Regions from separate parts of the Drosophila melanogaster genome. Here region 2 is linked to region 1. The links are chromatin contacts, called in public Hi-C maps. All regions are on one chromosome and are shown on one strand. Each heading gives the region's core, a stretch centred on a gene start, on an enhancer-like site or on the middle of the called end of the contact. The rest is flanking DNA. Distances are from core to core; before and after follow the strand shown. Region 1 holds the start of Actbeta (Activin-beta). Region 2 overlaps Cadps (Calcium-dependent secretion activator).

Evidence for each region. A called contact is a pair of places that touch in the nucleus more often than the background predicts.
Region 2: a Hi-C map of the S2 cell line shows a contact between it and region 1, with 2.0 times the contacts expected there. The contact joins the enhancer-like site here to the promoter of Actbeta in region 1. A contact is called at or near these places in 13 of 107 Hi-C or Micro-C datasets (the Kc167 cell line, the ML-DmBG3-c2 cell line, the S2 cell line and 5 more).

The regions. Positions count from the first base shown.
Region 1 is chr4:1,082,078-1,086,586 of dm6, reverse strand. It overlaps Actbeta (Activin-beta), which reads left to right and starts at 1,791. Exons shown (of 6, transcript NM_143685.3): 1 at 1,791-1,973; 2 at 3,314-4,460. The coding sequence starts at 3,461.
Region 2 is chr4:1,248,982-1,253,490 of dm6, reverse strand. It overlaps Cadps (Calcium-dependent secretion activator), which reads right to left. Exons shown (of 23, transcript NM_001031858.2): 17 at 2,608-2,720. Among named protein-coding and RNA genes, the nearest start is that of Cadps, 20 kb to the right of the region's middle. Within about 2 kb of position 2,295, at least 17 of the 39 cell types and tissues checked have an H3K27ac peak or open chromatin away from gene starts, as enhancers often do. A contact at or near this core is called in the S2 cell line and eye imaginal disc, where this site is marked.

The DNA.
Region 1 (4,509 bases), core at 542-3,041:
ACTACTTACTTTGTTGGTATACTCTTTCCCGGAATAATACATATAGTTATTTCCGGAGATTTTCGGGAGCCGAAAGTTAATACATACAGACAGAAGGGGCTTTAACAAGTCGATAGCACATAAAACCAGAATAACATGATATCGGCAAACTAAGGTTTATATACTCTTCCAATTAAAACAATGTCTTGGATAAAGTTTTTTAACCCGTGCCACTAACGTAGACGACCGATACATGCCAGTCAGTCCCCTTGTCCGTCGGTCCATCTTTATAAAAGTCAAAACCTATAAAACTATAGATATCAAAAAATTGAAGTTATCCGTCCAGATTCTAGTAACTCCTACGAGGCTTTTGCTTGTATCAAAACGTAAATTATTTATTTGTTATGTCTATGTACATGTATGTATATGATGAAAACAACCAACAACAAAATATTCGTATTCTATTTCTAGTTTGATGCAATCGTTTCGAAGGAAGTAAAAAGTAAATGTAGCCAATAATTGTAGGTATTCCGGTGAAGTTACGTATACATCCTCTTTGTTCTTTCTGTTAAATATTCTTCAGAGAGTACGGTTTACCCTTTTTTTGTTAACAAGTAAAGGATAAAGAAATATTATCTGCTGGGCTTTTCCTTATATCGATTTGCATAACTAAAATCAGCAAAATAATAGAATACTTACTCGAATTTCACATTTGGAAAGTATGTAACAACCAGAAGGAAGCGTTTCCAACCATATAAAGTGTGATCAGGATCAATAGCCGAATCGATCTGGCCTTGTCCGTATGTCCGTGTATCCGTGTGTCCGTCCGACCGTCTGTCCGACCGTCTGTTCGACCGTCCGTCTTTCCGAATGAACTCGAAATCTCATGTACTGTACGTAAACGTAAAAGCTTGAGATCAGCATACAGATTCAAGCGACATAGACGCAGCGCAAGTTTGTTGACAGATGTTGACACGACCACTCTAACGCCCACAAAGCGCACAAAACTGGCACGCCCACATTTTTGAACAATTTGTGGATAGTTTTTCATAATTTCATCTAACGCCCACAAACTGCACAAAACTGCCACGTCCACACTTTTGAAAAATGTTTTTATATTTTCTCATACATACTTTTTCATACAAGACTAATAATCTTGTAAATTTCTATCGATCTGCAAAAAACATTTTTGCCACGACCACTCAAAGCGCTAAAATCGACCAAAACTGCTACTCCCACGTTTATGAAAATGTATTGGATATTTTTCATAATTTTATTAGTCTTGTAAATTTCTATCGATTTGCCAAAAAACGCCCAATATAAAGCCCGCAAACCACGAATAACAGGTATAACAATTTTTTCCCATTTTATTTCCCCCTAATATCGATATCCCAGAAAAATGATGAAATTTTGCGTTCGCATTCGTACTAGCAAATGAATATAATATTAATATTTATATCTTGATTTGAATCTAACTGAATTGGACGTAAAGTTTTACAGATAAATCTGTTAATGTTTAGGCGCACATAGATCGACACAAGATCGACTGCTAATTTGGAATTTTGGGTAAACGATTCCATCTACGCTTAACAACATTTTTATTTATTAGTTACGATTACGATTTAAAAATGATTTAGGTTATTGAAATTCATCCATTTGAATCTGCCGACTTTTTAATCGTGAAAGGAAGCATATATCGATAGCATCGATATTCTTTCTAATTTGAATGGCAACAGATATTTCTGGTGCAAATATGGCAACGCTGAAATATTGTTATTTTCAAGAAAGCTTTTGAAAAGCTTAAAGTGTCATCTTAGTTTCACAAAGTATGCAATGTCATTTAGCAACCAACGGAGATACAAAATATTGTTTCCGTGCTAAAAGGAAAAGCATAATACATTTATAAATCGTGAAAATGTGATAGTGTCCCTAATATTTCTCGTGAAGAAATATATTTACTTAGTTGAAAATTTATTGTTTCTAAAAAGAAAAAGGTGATACATATTGTTACATACACTGATCATAAGCCTATACACATAACCACCTTCCTTCTTACATATGTACAAATTTTTTTGTTGAACGCATGCTTTTAATTCCTCTTCATCCCTTTCCGCTGCTAGGCTTCTAAGTAACCACCATTCAGGCGTAGGTCTTTTCATCTGGACACAGTCTGTGTGTCGCCTTGAGTTCTTCAGAAGGGACGGATGAGTCTGTCTGTCCGCTTCTGTTGGTGCATGGTATGAAGTATTTCTGGCGTAATAATAACTGTGCCATCCGAAGCTCGGCGTCAGGTTTAGACTAATTTTAATGTGTTGTACCCTTTCAAAGTGTATATTGATTTAAGTCAGTTTCTTGCAACGCAGTAAAGGAGACAATTACGACCACACGAAGAATATATGTTCATCTGTATGGCTAGCAGTAAGAGCCGTAACCGTCCGTCCGTTTCAACGCAAACTGGTTCAATTACTGGTTAATTATCAAGTAAACAAGTATTCGGAGAATATATCATTTAAGATTTGTATACCCGTATATATATTCCCTTACTCGTAGAATCAAAGGGTATACTATATACGTTAAAAAGTAAGTACCATGTAGAAGGGAGCATTGCCGAGCATACAAAGTATATACAGGGTGCGGCAGCATAATTTCCTTTTTCAGAACTCAATGAAAACTATTGTAGGCATCGGAAAAAATTTATTTTTTTTTATATTGTACGTACATGTCATATTTTTTGAAGATGAAATCTGATAGGTGACGTCCCCCATTCTCCATACATTGCGTAAACCGATTTCTGGCGTTTGTCGTGAGTCTTGTTAGCATGGCAGGTGTTATGATGGCAATTTCTTCTTGGATGTTGGTTTTCAAATCTTGTAGGGCTCTTGGACGGTTCACATAAACACGGGACTTCAAAAAACCCAATAGAAAAAAATCACAAGGGGACAGATCGTGCCGGCCATTCCAAATCGCCTCTAATTGAGATAAGGCGCTCTGGAAAGTGTTCCCTCAAAACAGCCATCGATGCTCTTGAAGTATGTGCTGTTGCACCGCCTTGTTGGAACCAATTTTTGTATATAAAAAACACTTTGGCCACAAAACGAGCGAAACGGTCACGCCCACATTTTCAAACAAATTTAAAACTTTTTCGTATCTTTTTGCACAATATTTATAAATATCCCTGAAAAATTATGAAACTTCGCATCGGGGAAGTCGACTATAGCTTTCTCCGGTGTTTTTAATTTATTTGCCAATTTGTAGCCTCCTCTCTTGTTTAGTGTCCATATTAATTTCCAGTTAGCTTACCACTTATCTAATCGAAAATTTGTATTTTGAACAGGCAGACGAAATGAACGACAGAAAGGAAAGGAAAGGAAAAAGATTTGCAATGATTAAAAAAATATTTACCAGAAAAATAAAATTGACAATACTTGTACCACGTTTCTAAGGGACAGTGCCTGTACTACACGCTTGCCATATATCAAAGATGCGATTTGCCTTCGATTCTAATCATTCGCAATCGGGGGCGCCATTCAAAGGCAGCAGGTGTTTCTTTAATTGTCAATGCATCTGCTGTCGCCAAGGATGCTGCGTTGTGGTTGTAAAGTGCTGTTGCTGCTTTAACTTAAACTGCTGCAACAGCCTTGGCTCCCGGAAGTCATTTCCACAACCCGCTGCAATGCGTAAAAAAGTTGCTGACCTCGAAGTCCTTAGAGTATCAAGGTTTGTGGCGGTTATTTTAGTGCTGGCTCGGTGGGTTACTGCGGTAGCGACACTCCTGACAAGCTGCATACTCCTAGACATATTTTCCGTGCCTGGCCAGTCTGGAGTTGCAGATAGAAGCCAAGCCAGCAGTAGGACAGTGCACGTCTCGGTTCCTACCACACCTAATGAAACTCCCAGTAGCACTTCGGAGACGAAGCTAAAGTTGCTTTATGGGTATACATCGTATGACATAAATAACGACCAACAGGTAAAGTCCAACAATTTATGTAGAGTGCTTTGTAAAAGTCGCAATCGTAAACGACAGCGAAGGAGGCGACGCCGACGCAATCACAGACGACGCAGGCACAGATATACTAAGCGACTTCATCATCTAATGCAAGATAATATGAGCGGCTTTGAGCAAAGACTTAATTTTAGCGATGCCAAATGCCAGTCTTTGGAGACAAATTACGGAACTAATTATGACTTAGTACAAGGAGGTAAACTATTTAGTCAGTCAGAGAGAAGCCTACTGGTGTCCCCTTTGAGGGAAATTGAAGCACCTTGGCCAGCGATTCATGGTTCAATGCGTAACTGTTCAAAGATTAAACGCAATAGAGCCAATCTTATTTGGCTTCTAATTGGACTCGTCTGGTTTGAAGTCAAACTTATAAATTGCAATGGGATCAGCAGTAGTAATTATTATGCTTCGAATTTGGAGAGTCACAAGGGCTGCACCTTGTGCCATGAAAGCGGAAAGCCCAACATATACACCGATAAAGGTCAGTTTTCAAAAAAATTTTTTACATACTGAATATAGGGTAATCTTTT
Region 2 (4,509 bases), core at 1,046-3,545, 170 kb before region 1:
GCAAATACGTATATGTTCAACATGGAATCAAAATCGATTACACGTTTTTCCATCTTTTAGTTGTTTGCAGCTGACAGAACGACATATATAAAGGTAGGAACTGGCACAAAAAACATGTACTAATAAAGCTACCACAAGATAACGTTTTGAAAATAGTGTCACTGTTGTGTACAGCGATAGATAGGAAAGTGGGCAAAAAAATAAAACGTGTCGGCTTGGCTTGTCTTTTTGAAACCAAACATTATTAAAGTCCTGTTATTATTGTATTTGTGTTAGGCATCTCGAACACGAAAATAAAAAATTTTTCGTAGATTTCTTCGACTGTCAATACCGACCTAACTTTTCTTAAAAGCAAAAATTTTTGTGCATATCTATCGAAATTGAAAGACAAATAATAAAATGAAAAATTTCAACACATTTTGCAAAAGGTGACGGTGTTTAATTGTAGAAAATATAACAAGAAATTGTTCCAAATTTGAAAACAAACGCTGCGTCCATGTCTCTAGAACCTGTATGCTGAATCTCAACGGTCTAGCTTGTATACTTCCTGAGATCTCGGCTTTCATACAGACAGAAGGACATGGCCATGGACTCGGTTATTGACACTGATCAAGAATATATATAAATGCTCAAAAGCATTACAGAACTGCCACGCCCACACTTGTGAAAAAGTTCTTTCCCAATTTCTATCGATATAACATAACATTTTGTAATTGCTCGTTTGCACTTTCATTAGTTGAGTAACGGATATCTGATAATCGGGGAACACGACTATAGCGTTCGCAATTTACAATTTATTTTTTTCAGTGTCCTACCGTTTTCGAACATATAAGGAATTCTGCCTTTTACATACTTTTCAAAGAATCTAGTATACCCTTTTAATCTACGAGTAACGGGTTTAAAAACAGGAACACATTTTTCAAGAGTAGGCGGTGCAGTTTTGTTCCGCATATGCGCCTTCGAGTGGGCGTGGCAACGTTTGTTGTCATGTCGGTAAGAAATAGCAAGACAAATAATAGTATGAAAAATTGTAGAATAGAAACATTTTTCAAAATAGTGGCTGTGTCATTTTAAGGCGCTTTATGGGCGTTAGTTAGAATAATATCGGTTTATGTTTGATTAAAATCAGACGACTATATAAAATAGCTTTCATAGGACTATACATTTGGAAATTTATTTGTAATGTCAGAAAAGAAATTGTAGTTTTATTGTTTTTATCATAAATTGTTCTCAATTTTTTCGTATATTTCTACGACTGCAACATACCGCCCTAACTTTTCTTAAAATATTTACGTTTAAAAGTTATTAAGAAATAAAAACGGTTACTTGTATCACTTTTAAATATTTGATATCGCCATATAAGTAGAAATAAGCAAATAGAAAAATGAAACTAAAAAATTCGAATAAATTTTTGAATGTGTAGGCGTTTATGGGCGTTAGATTTAGAGTAATTTCGGTTTATGTTTGATTAAAATCAGACGACTATATAAGTAGCTATATATGTACATCGTAAATTTATTTGTAATGTCAGAAAAGAAATTTTAGTTTTATTGTTTTTGTCATAAATTGTTTTCATTTTTTCGTAGATTTCTACGACTGTAACATACCGCCCTAACTTTTCTTAAAATATTCTCGTTTAAAAGTTTTAAAGTTAAAACGGGCACTTTTATCACTTTTAAATATCTGATATCGCAATATTAGCAGAAATTGGCAAAAAGATAAATAAAACTAAAAAATTCGAATACATTTTTGAATGTGTTGGCGTTTATGGGCGTTAGATTTAGAGTAATTTCGGTTTATGTTTGATTAAAATCAGACGAATATAAAAAAAAGCTGTCATAGGACTATATATACCAGAAATTTATTTTTAATGTCAGAAAGGAAATTGTAGTTTTATTGTTTTTATAAATAAATTATAAATAAATTGTACTCATTGGCTTGACAAATCTAGCTCCTTTCTTGATTCTCTTTTTTTTTATCGATTTTTCTATGATCAGTATACTAATTTTATATAGATCTAAGAAACCCTAATTTTTGAAGAAACTTTTTGCAGATATTTTTTTTTTGTGTTGCAGGGGTGTGAAGTCTTTACTGATGATAATATAAATTAAAACATATTCTAACTAAGTACATGTACCATTTGGATTATCGCACCAAATAAATCTAATACCATTTAATTAGCTTGTTATATAAATTTGGTATTGAAATGTAAATGTAGAGAAATAGTGGACTGGGGTATAATCATTCTTTAGTCACTTAATACACAAAAAGCACAATTTTACATATGTAAATAACAAAAAATAACCAGTTAACCACATCAAAGTCGGCGTGTAACATGTATATTATACATAGATTTGGTTAAGTTACGACATTTATGTAAAATTACAGTAAACACCAACTGGACACGGTAAAAGCACAACTAAGTTTGGTACTTAAACATTTAAAAAAAAATTACAATTGTTGTTTAAGATATTATATACTTTTTATTGTGGGATGAATAACACCGAAAATATAAGGATGATGGTAATGAAAGGTATATCATTAAAACAAAAAATGTATGAAAAAACATATGAAACCGAACTATTTTAATAAAAAAATACAACTTACTTCTCCGTAATGTTCCTCATTTTGTTGCAACAAATCAACACAAAGTTCTGCTAAGTGTATTAAGTCCTCTAGTTTTTTTGGGGCCGGAACAATAACGTCTCCTCGCAAGTCCTCTGTGTGTAAGTTAAAAAGAGTTACGTCGCCAGCTTTAATTATTTATATGCGAAATACGTCGTCTTAGTTATAAATTTATTAAAAATTTTTATGTGCTATGAGCTGTGCTATAATTAACCGATTTTATTGTATATATATATATATATATATATATACCAAAAATGGAGATACCAAAACTGCTGGTGCATGTAGACGCTTATATTATTGTTAAAAACGACAGTTTCTGCTATTCTGCTTCTTTTAAACTATCCACTTGAACCTTTTTCGATAAATGTTTTTGTTTAATATTAATGTAGTTTGATTGTCAAAACGATATATATCTCATAAATCCCATAGGCCGGATCAAGAAATAAGAGCGAATGCTATAGTTCCCGACTATCAGATACCCGTTACTCAGCTAGTGTAATTTCATAATTTTTCTGGGATATCGATAGATATTGGGGAATAAAATGAGAAAACATTTAAAAATTGTTCAAACGCAAATCGATAGAAATTTAAAAGACTAATAAAATTATTAATAAAATATCCAACAATTTTTCAAAAATGTGGACGTGGCAGTTACACGACTAATAAAATTTTTTTTTAGAAAAATATCAAACAATTTTTCAAAATGTGGGCGATGCAGTTTCTGGCGGTTTGCGGGCGTTAGAGTGGGCGTGGCTACATGTGTCAACAAACTTGCTCGACGTCTTTGTCTCTAGAATCTGTATGCTTAATCTCAACCTTCTAGCTTTTATAGTTCCTGATATCTCGACGTTCATACGGACATCGAATAGCTCCTATAAACAATATTTCAATTCTGATAACTTTTAAAGATCTGTAATATAAACAACAGTAAAACGAAAAACTAGAGATAACGGTTGTAACATTCAATAGGCTTATATATGACGAGGTATAAAAGAAGTTATGTCTGCGTTCACTTAAAATGGTAATGCTGTTGTAAATTAAGTCGACGACCAAATTAATGCAAAATGTGTACAAAATTGATGTGAAACCGAATTTAGTTTAAGCTATTATTTAAAGCAACAATTAGCCAATAAGCTGAAGACAAAAGGCCCCGAGCACATTTTGAAATGAATAGGAAATGATAACGAACTTTTATTCTTCTTGCTGTGTGCGCCTAGTGGAGGTGGTATTTATTGCCCAAAACTCTCAAAACATTAAACATTGTATACCGTAAGCTCATAATTTTTTCAATACTTTTAAGTAGACAATGATTCACACAATTTTGGTGCATTGCGAAATGTTTACTAAATAAATAGTGGTATTCTGACAGCCTTAGGTTTCCGACAATAACACGAACGAACAGAGAATCGGACATGACCAGATCGACTCAGCTAATGATCTTGAATATCCAAGAATTTATATTTTATAGGGTCTAAACCGTTTCCTTTTTCCGTTAAGTACTTTTCAACCAATTTACTATATTATAATATAAAGGGTATCTAATGATAAATCCTTAATTGAAATACGTGAGTTTGACAGTTTTGGTTGGTAGAATAGGGAAGGCAATATTTACTACTCAAGTAAGCGGTATAAAACTGAGATCCATGTCGGCATCATATTCTGTTATACTTTAGAGTATTTGGTTGGTAGAATAGGGAAGACAATATTTACTACTCAAGTAAGCGGTATAAAACTGAGATACATGTCGGCATCATATTCTGTTATACTTTAGGGTATTTGCTTCAAGCTCGGCTTTTATTAAAATGCTAAAATAACAGGGTATTTGATAGTCGGGGAAGTCGACCTTAGCATTCTCTGTTGTTTTGAATTAAATCAGTTGCT